3 separate regions of the Mus musculus genome follow, and all the other regions are linked to region 1. Evidence: chromatin contacts called from public HiChIP or PLAC-seq data. All regions are on one chromosome and are shown on one strand. The core of a region is the stretch at or near the end of the contact, and the rest is flanking DNA. Distances in the headings are between cores, read along the strand shown.

Region 1 (2,792 bases), core at 286-2,785:
CCCCCAGAAAGACTTAAAATCTCCAAAATTCAAGTTGCAATGAGTCAATGAAATATGAATCGCTATACTGGCCCACTTAGAAATGAATACTCTTTAATGTTCTTCAGGTGTATGCAATGTGAGGGCAGGGCCAAACCCGTGACTTTTTAAACCATCATCTTTTGTTGACTTCTCTGTAAGTCAGTCTTAGGTAATATAAAAATCTTAGGGCTCGAGAACTGGCTCAGTATTTAAGAATACTTGATTCTTAATAAAGCCAGCCTTCCAGAGGACCCAAGTTCAGTTCCCAGATGCCTCACAACTTGTTACAGCAGCTGCAGTGGGTCCAGTGCCCTCTTCTGGCCTCCAAGGTACTGCATGCTAATGGCAAACAATCACACAAATAAACATATTTACATATAAGTAAAATAATCTACTACTTACTAAGTTGTGGTGTTTTGGTCTTTACCTATGTTTTCTAAATAATATCATTTGCTCAACTTGGCAATGAGTTGGTTCTTGATTGAACTGAATTCCAGACATGGCCTACTGTGCATAAAGATGCCCCAAGGATGAGCCCATAAACAACTTAAAATACAATCGAACTTTTGAGGACATTTGTAAACATGACCAGCATTAAAACAAAACTAAACTGTTATGCTCAGATACTTTGGTATGCAAATAGTTAACAAGTATTCCATTTTGTTGCTATATGGTAATATGCATGCTGAAACACATTAACAGAGCATTCATGTAAAACTCAATGACTTTTCCCACAATGTTCAGGAGTCAAATGATTTGTTTTCCTTTCTGTTTTCGTGATGTGTTCACAAACAGAAAAAAAAAAATTTAAAGTTCTTGAGAGTGTACTTTTCTCTAGTACTCTAGAAATTGAAAAAAAAAACTACATTATACAATACTGCATATTTGAAATGTACAATGAATAACAGTTAACATAATGGAAACTGGAAGTTGGTATTTGAGAAAATAGGCAAAAAGGTAAATATAGGGGCAGGGAACGCTTATAAAGAATATGGAGGGGCGGGGCTGGCATTCAGGATTCTGGATTTGAGACTGGATGCCCAACCCTCTATAAAAATTAGAGGAAACCAGCAGGCTCATAAGAAGGAAGGAGAAACTAAGTATCCGGTGGGCCACACTCACTCTCGTAGAAAAAGCCTCACAGACGGAATGGAAAAGAACCCAACACAACACAACCTGCGGGAACCAAGCAGCCTTCTCAGAGTAGCCCAGAGCCCGCTGAAGTCACCGCATCCGGAGGGACAGGACGCCCGGGCTCGAGCAGTCCCACAGCCCCGGGGATCCAGCGCGAGCGCCCGCGAGGCCTGACTGCAGACCCCGTTCCGCAACAGCGCGCCCAGCTCCCGCGCCATCACCTCCGGACACCACCCGCACACTCACCAAGTCCACTTCTGCGAGACGCTGGTGTCCTCCCACCATCGTCCAGCACCCACAGCGTCACTACGCCAACAAAGCTGCGCAGGAGGCTCCTGGGCAGGAACACCGAGCCCAAGATGGCGGCTCCCAGACAAAGGACCGGTGACAGCCAAAGCCCGCCCCCCGCCCTCCCTCTGTGTGTCTGATTGGACACTTCTCAACTCAGTGCCTCCGATTGGACAGGGCTCCGGGTCCAGCCCCTTGAGTGACAGTAGATGGCGCCAACGCACAGCTGTAGGAGCTCAGAATGACAGGTTCTTGGCTGCAGCTAATTTTAAGACAGAGGGTTTCTTGTGAAACTCAGCATATTCCTTATATTCCTATACCTAAAATCACATAAACGTGTGGCGTGATTTTACACACACACAAAGCTTGCTATGTACAGTGTCTGCCTCCATAATTTATAGCGAATAAGCTAGGTCACATGGTTTGCTCAAAAGAATGAGGATCTGGGTTCTATTTCAGGCTTACCTAGAGCCTTTTTTCTGGTACAGCTGTGACGGTCTGGACTTTCCAAAATGTACTAGAAAAGGATTCAAGGCAAAAATTATATACTGTCTTAAGTGTGTGACCTTTTGTGATGAAAATAATTAAGTTTTTTTTTTCCTTTGAGTGATACTGGTGTATATGGGGTTTTTCTTTTAAATTCTTTTAAATATATTTACATCATTTCTTTCTTTCCTTTCCTCTCTCCAACTCTTACCATGTCTTCTTCCTCCAAACCCTTTCATATCCCCTCCCTCTCTCCATCTCAAATTCATGGTCTTTTCTATATTAACCTGATGAGTTATTTTTACCATTTCCTCTATGTTTATAATTTCGGGGCCGGTCACTTGATTTTGAACAACAAAGGTGCACACCATGACCAAGACAATTCTTATAAAAGAAAGCATTTAACTGGGAGGGGGGATAGGAGGGGCTGCTGACAGTTTCAGAGGTTAGTCTGTTATTATTGTTATCACAGTTGTGGGGAGCATGGTGAAGTACCTGGTGCTGAAGTGGTAGCTGAGAGCTACATCCTGATCCACACGTGGAAAGGAGGAGAAAGAGCCTGGACTTGGTATCTCTTCACAGAAATAAAACAGACTTCTGTTTGAATGACTTAGCAAACTCACAAAGCTCCTTTGTAGTGTAGCATACTTCCTCGAGGACTATACTTTCTACCTCCCCTCTAGGGGCCTGCTTTGCCTTGAGTCTGCTTATAGGTCTAGAGGCAACTATTGGTGAGCCTTGAGTATTGTCATGACATCAGTATTGTCTTGCCTGGTATTTTCTTTAGAGAAAATCACTGCTGGTTTACCGAACAATGAAGGGCGTGTTATCCAACCTTATGTGACTGTAATACAAATTACATA
Region 2 (2,792 bases), core at 152-2,651, 880 kb before region 1:
GGCCCGGGGGGCGGCCCTCCCTGGGTCCCGGATCCACTTGATAAAGGGAACAGGTGGAGAGAAAAAAGAAGATATGGTTGGGGAGGGAGGAATGAAAGAGAAAAAGGAGCAGAGACGTGATTTGGGTCTTCAGAAAAGGAAAACACAGGCACAGAATATCCCATACAGTTTAGGGAACCCCTCCCAGACAGGCAGCCATAGAAGTGTGTGTGTCCAGAATCACACACCCTGACAAAGGTGTTTGGAGCCACAGACACTGAGCGATCAGGTTGGCACAGATTCCCATTCTGTGTAAATATATCCCGAACCACCACAGACAGACAGACCTCACAAGCATACAGCAACTCTGTAGGGACACAGCATATTTAGACACACCACAGGCCACAGACATATCTACAAATAGGGACAGACATAAAGGGGCACAGGTAAACACAAACCCAGGAACAACACACACAGACATAAACACCCACAGACACACCCACTGATAGATACACACAGACCTCTAGCACACAAATCTGCTATGGAATTGGCCACACCTACAGACAAGTTGTGCTCAGGGCCTACTTGCGTACATTGCACCCAGCTTGGGGGGGGGGGGAGTTAGGCTTCCTACCCTCTTTTAGGCCCTGAGGCTTAGTGGGGGGTTCATCAGGGCAGGGTGGGGATGCTGAAGGAAGGATGGTGATACTGAGTTGGGCAACTGAAATCCCATCCATCCATCTACCTTCACTCTCCGGAGTCCCCGCTTTTCCAATCCTGGGCCTGGACCTCCGTCCACCTCTATTCCAGCTCCCTGGTCCCTCAGCAATGGTTTCTGCCTCCCTCCTCTTGCTGATAGCCCAAATCAATCTACCTTCTGTCTGCTCCAGGATTTGGGAGAACCCCCGGCTCCCCCCTAGTAGTCCCGCCCTTGAATCCCACCCTGGCGGGGGTCTCCAGTCTGGCCCCATAGCAACCTTCTGGGCTTCGGCCTCCATACCTGCGCTTTGCGTCCCTTCCCCCAAACACACTCTCTCCCTTTCGCCTTCAGCTTCACGTCTCCTCCCTGGAGCCCCTCCTCACAGCCGTCCTCCTCCTTCCCCAGTTTGTTCCAAACCTGGCCTGCTTTAACCCCCCCCCCCTTTTCCATCCAAGGGCCCCAGGTTCCCGGGGCACCCCCTCCTCTTCCCCTTGTCCTGCTACCCTGGGTGTCTCCGCCTCTCGCCCCGCCAATTCCTCCCTACCCGTAGTCCCCCCATCACCACCTCCCCGCATGAAGCCTCCCCAGTTTCTACATCACCGTACCTGGCCTGCCGGGCGCCGGCCCCCCCATGCCGGGCTCCGCCCGGAGCAGGAGGAGGGAGGAGGAGAGACAGAGAGAGACTGGGGGAGCCGAACTGGGCCCTGCCGCAGAGACAGCCCCGCCTCCGGGTCCGCCCCCAGACCCGCCCCCGGCCCCAAACCCACCCTTCCACACCCTCCAAGGGCAGAGCGGGAACGGCGGTGCGGCGCTGCACCAGGAGGTTAGGGTGGAGGGTGCAAGGACTGCGGAGCGTACAGGGGATCTTGAGAGGATGGTCTTGGGGTGTGGGAGTTCCGCTCCGCAGCTTTCGGGCGTCTGGTTCTCGCCGACCCGCGCCCCCTACTCAGCCGTGTTGTGCTGGGTTGGGTCTCCCAAGCCCTAAGCGGAGCGGGGTGCTCAGCGGCGCCCCCCAGCGGAAGCCTGGAGGTCGCACCCACCCGCGAACCCGGTGCGCCTTAGTGCTCCCGGGTGGGAGGCTGCGGCTGCGGCCCCTGGGTGCTACCAAGCGGTGAGGCGGGCAGAGGGACTCCGAGTCGCCTGCCTGGAGATCAGCGCATCTGCTCAGCAGGGGGCGTGCTCCCTTGGCTTAGTCCCCGCCGTGCCCCCACCCTGCCACCCCGCCCTAGGTGCGGGGAGGGCACGAGAATTGGCTGGCGGTGCTGGGCCTCCTCCCCTTGCAGCCTCCCAGGCGCCCGGACCTTGTTCCACCGTGTGGGGCTCAAAGTCTTCCGCGCGTCCGCCCCCGCGCTCCAAGTCATTCCTTACTAACCTTTGACTCCGTGGGCGCCGCCCGCCAGGATCTGAGCGCACCAGGTTGGCCCGTGCGGGAGACCACCAGGGGCACCACCTGGGAGTGGTTAGGGATGTGACCTCACCCCTCCCCTCTTTTGACCTTTTCTCATCAGAGCTCTGACAAATTCCTTACGTGGATAGCTTTGTGGTTGGGTAAATTAGCATCGAGAAGACCTCTGCTGTATCCGCCAAGGACTGGGGGGGGGGGGGGGGGGGGAGATATCCCCTGCAAAATATGCACATCCTAATCCCTGGTACCTGTGGACGCTTTTCAATGCGGCAAAATCTATGCAGGTGTGTTGTGTGGCCCCAAGCACATCCCACTGCTTGTCTGAGCCATGTCTCATTTCACACTTGCCTCGATTAACCTTACTGAGGCTTGACACGCTGCGGCACACACCTGTGATCCCAGCATTCCTCAGGTAGAATCAAGAGGCGCTTCAGTTCAAGGTCATCCTCTGCTACACAAGTTCAAAGCCGACCGTGGCCTACATGCGACTATAAATAAAGACCTTAGGAAGGAAGAGGGTTGTAAGCACTTTGTAAACCAGCAGCCTATATAGGGATCCAGTTTGGAGGAGTAAGGGTACGTGGGAAGCTTGTTTCCTGACTGCAGCTACTACAGCCATTTTTACTATGGCGAAAATATGACAGACAAGACGAGCAAGACTGTGGCTTTTTAAAAATTTTCAGACAAGGTTTCTCTGTGTAGCCCAGG
Region 3 (2,792 bases), core at 183-2,682, 750 kb before region 1:
GAGAATACAGATGTGTCCTGGGGAGCTATGAGGGGAAATGAAGGACTGTGGTGGCATGTGGCAGTTATAAGTATACCTGAGGATACCAGAACATGCAATGGTCCCCACTATATGTTCTTTTATAGTTTCTGAGCTGAGGTTGGAGTTGTGTGGAGATGCTGCATAGAGGGATCAATTGGAGTCCTTATGTAGGGCCAAGAGAGTCAGCTACATTCTGGAGAAGTTTATTCAGCTTGAAGTCATGTGTGAAAGCTGGCAGGAGAGTAGTCAGATTTCGAACAATAAGGGAGTGAGCAGGAGGGAAGGACAGATGCTAAAGCTTAGAGTCAGGTGTGGTTCTGTGTCTGCAGAGAATGACAAAACCATAGCAGAGGTAGCAGAGAAGGCTAGTCACAACTACAAGGGAAGTGCTGTTGGCAGAGGTATGGGCAGTTCCAAGGGAAATGAATATGAAAGGAAGCTCAGAGTTATGAAGCCTGAGGTGACAGGCACAGGACAAGGAAGCCACAGACATCAAAGCCCGAGCCAAGGTGACTCACCTTGTGTCAGGGTGAGTTGGGTTCCAGGAAGTGACTGCCAAAACTTTATGCCTTCTGTTGTTTGCAGAAAAACTCTGCAGAAGTACCAGGTCTGGTCAGACTCCTTAAAGTTCAGGATTCTGAGGACTCCAGATGTCTGACCCTGTGTCCAGTTCAGGATGAGCCGGCCCTTGAAGTGCTCATGTATGAAAGGCATGGAGGAGTTGTAGATGAAGTGCCCAAAGAAATCCTTCCATCTCCAGGCTATGCTCATCTGTGGATCCTTGGCTAACTTCCAGGGGAAGTAGAAGGAGAAGGGGATGTCGATGGAGCCACCCTGGACTCCAGAGCAGCGTTCAGGTTGGTTGACCCCAAAGTCATTTCCTCCGTTTGATCTTGCTGAATTTCCTGGGAAGGATGGGGAGACTCTGAAGCCACTGCAGGGGACAGTGACAGGAAACATAGAAAGGACAACACAGAACATTCTGAGACTTCTTGCACAGGCAGGGGTGAGACACAAGGCAGGACTGTCCCCAAAGCTAGTGGGACAGGAAAGACAGTGAAGGGTTGGGTTGGGCTCCCTCTGCAATGTCAACTGACTCTTGGGGCAGAGAGTCCTGGCTGGCTCCTCTAGCAGACACCTGTCCACATGACTCCCTACTCTTCCCAGCCCCATTGTCCCCTCCTGAGGTTAAGTCCCTGCTAGTGAGGTCGCTACCACTCACCAGCATGCAGACAGGCTGATGAGAGCAGAAGCAGGATCTGAGCCATGGCTGGAGTCTCTCCAGGAAGCGAGATCAGCAAAGCCATCAGGAAGGCAAGGATGCTCTGTCTAGGGACACTGGGGTGCTCAGGAGTCCAGAGAGAACCAGGGTAAAGCGAGACAGATCCCCAGGCCTTCTCATGTGGAGGACTGAGTTGGGGCAGGACCTTTCCATCTCCACCTCCTTGTGGCCAGCAACTTCCTTTATTGATCTGGCTTCTTCTTTTCCCATGTTGCAGAAGATCCGCCCTGTGGTCACTGACAACATAACTGGACTTTGGCCCAGCCCCCATTGTTGGCTTGGAGACATGGCTTTGTCCTCAGGAGGCAGGGCTCTCCTCTCTTCCACCTTCATCTTCTATCTTATCTACTGTTTTCCATTTCCTAAGTGGCTTGTAATCTCTGTTTCCCTTCCTCTATTTTTCTTCTAGTCTTTCCTTCCCCCTACTTAATCTCTTTCTCATTATGTCTCCCACCATGCTGGTTGTCACATTTCTCTCTAATTATCTCACCTAATGAAGTTGTCAGTTTCTAAATCACCTCAGACACAATGAGGAAGGTGTAATCAGGAAACACAGTAAGTCCCAGGCCCTAGCACAATAACCCCCTTACCCTGCTCTTCCTTCCCCCTCTCTGTCCCCATCGCAACTTGCTCTTTCTTGCCTTTCAGGGAGCCTTCCCAGTGCCCAGGCAGAATCAAGGCTTTGAGGATCCCCTCCACCTTGCCCTGATCTCTGTGGTAGAGCCTCCAACTTCCTTTGGCTTCCTGGACAGTGACTCTAAAGCTACTCCAGTTTCTAAAGGAGCCTTCCTGCCTCTCCTCCTCCTACCATAACACTCACTCAGGAGAGGATAACAAGGATCAGAGAAGTCAAGGCACATGTCATACAACAGCCACGTGGCTCATTGACTGGACTTTAGTCACATTGAGTTCTTGGAGTCTTCCATTCCACACAGAGACTTCAGTTTGCCTGCTCAGTGCAGCCTCTGAGGAGGCTCTTTCCACAAAGCTCTTGAGTGACTTCCTCTAGTTATGGCCACAGGAGAACCTTCTTTGGACTAAGTGGGCAAACACAGCTCTGAGCAGCCATGTGTCATTCATGATGTAAGGCCTGGGACATGGCTGACAGTGGACACAGCTGGCCTGTGACTTGGGTTGAAAGGTTGGGGCAGAGGCTGTGGTGACCTCAGGGCTGGTTCTAAGGAGGTTCAAACTACCCTTCCTCAGGACATGGTGCCATCAGCTTCCTGAAGGGCACAAACACATGATGGTGTCAGAGGAAGTGGCATCAATCTCCCTGAGTGACATGTGCAGAGACCTCTTCCCATTTCCTTAGGTTCCCTGGCACTGATCGCCTTGTTCCTGCTTCCCTGCAGCTGGCTTTGCAGCCTGCCCTCTTTCATGTCTGCTTCTCTGACTCCCTTTACAGTCCCCATGGTCCTCAGATACCTTGTTCTGATCCAGACACAAACTGTCATGTCCTGACAGTTTGTATTCATCTGTATTCATA

What was found. HiChIP or PLAC-seq counts read pairs in DNA pulled down with a chosen protein or histone mark.
Region 2: a contact with region 1 is called in a FOXA1 HiChIP or PLAC-seq map of pancreatic cancer cells. The contact joins the promoter of Nyap1 here to the promoter of Zfp68 in region 1. A contact is called at or near these places in 1 of 39 promoter capture datasets (hippocampal neurons) and 1 of 115 datasets of contacts at active chromatin or transcription factors (pancreatic cancer cells).
Region 3: a FOXA1 HiChIP or PLAC-seq map of pancreatic cancer cells shows a contact between it and region 1. The contact joins the promoter of Pilrb2 here to the promoter of Zfp68 in region 1. A contact is called at or near these places in 2 of 39 promoter capture datasets (cranial neural crest and hippocampal neurons) and 2 of 115 datasets of contacts at active chromatin or transcription factors (embryonic forebrain and pancreatic cancer cells).

The regions. Positions count from the first base shown.
Region 1 is chr5:138,618,208-138,620,999 of GRCm38.p6, forward strand. It overlaps Zfp68 (zinc finger protein 68), which reads right to left and starts at 1,536. Exons shown (of 6, transcript NM_013844.2): 1 at 1,402-1,536.
Region 2 is chr5:137,739,767-137,742,558 of GRCm38.p6, forward strand. It overlaps Nyap1 (neuronal tyrosine-phosphorylated phosphoinositide 3-kinase adaptor 1), which reads right to left and starts at 1,402. Exons shown (of 7, transcript NM_001347505.1): 1 at 1,285-1,402; 2 at 1-36.
Region 3 is chr5:137,870,326-137,873,117 of GRCm38.p6, forward strand. Pilrb2 (paired immunoglobin-like type 2 receptor beta 2) reads right to left here and starts at 1,433. Exons shown (of 5, transcript NM_001384202.1): 1 at 1,244-1,433; 2 at 540-926. The coding sequence starts at 1,328.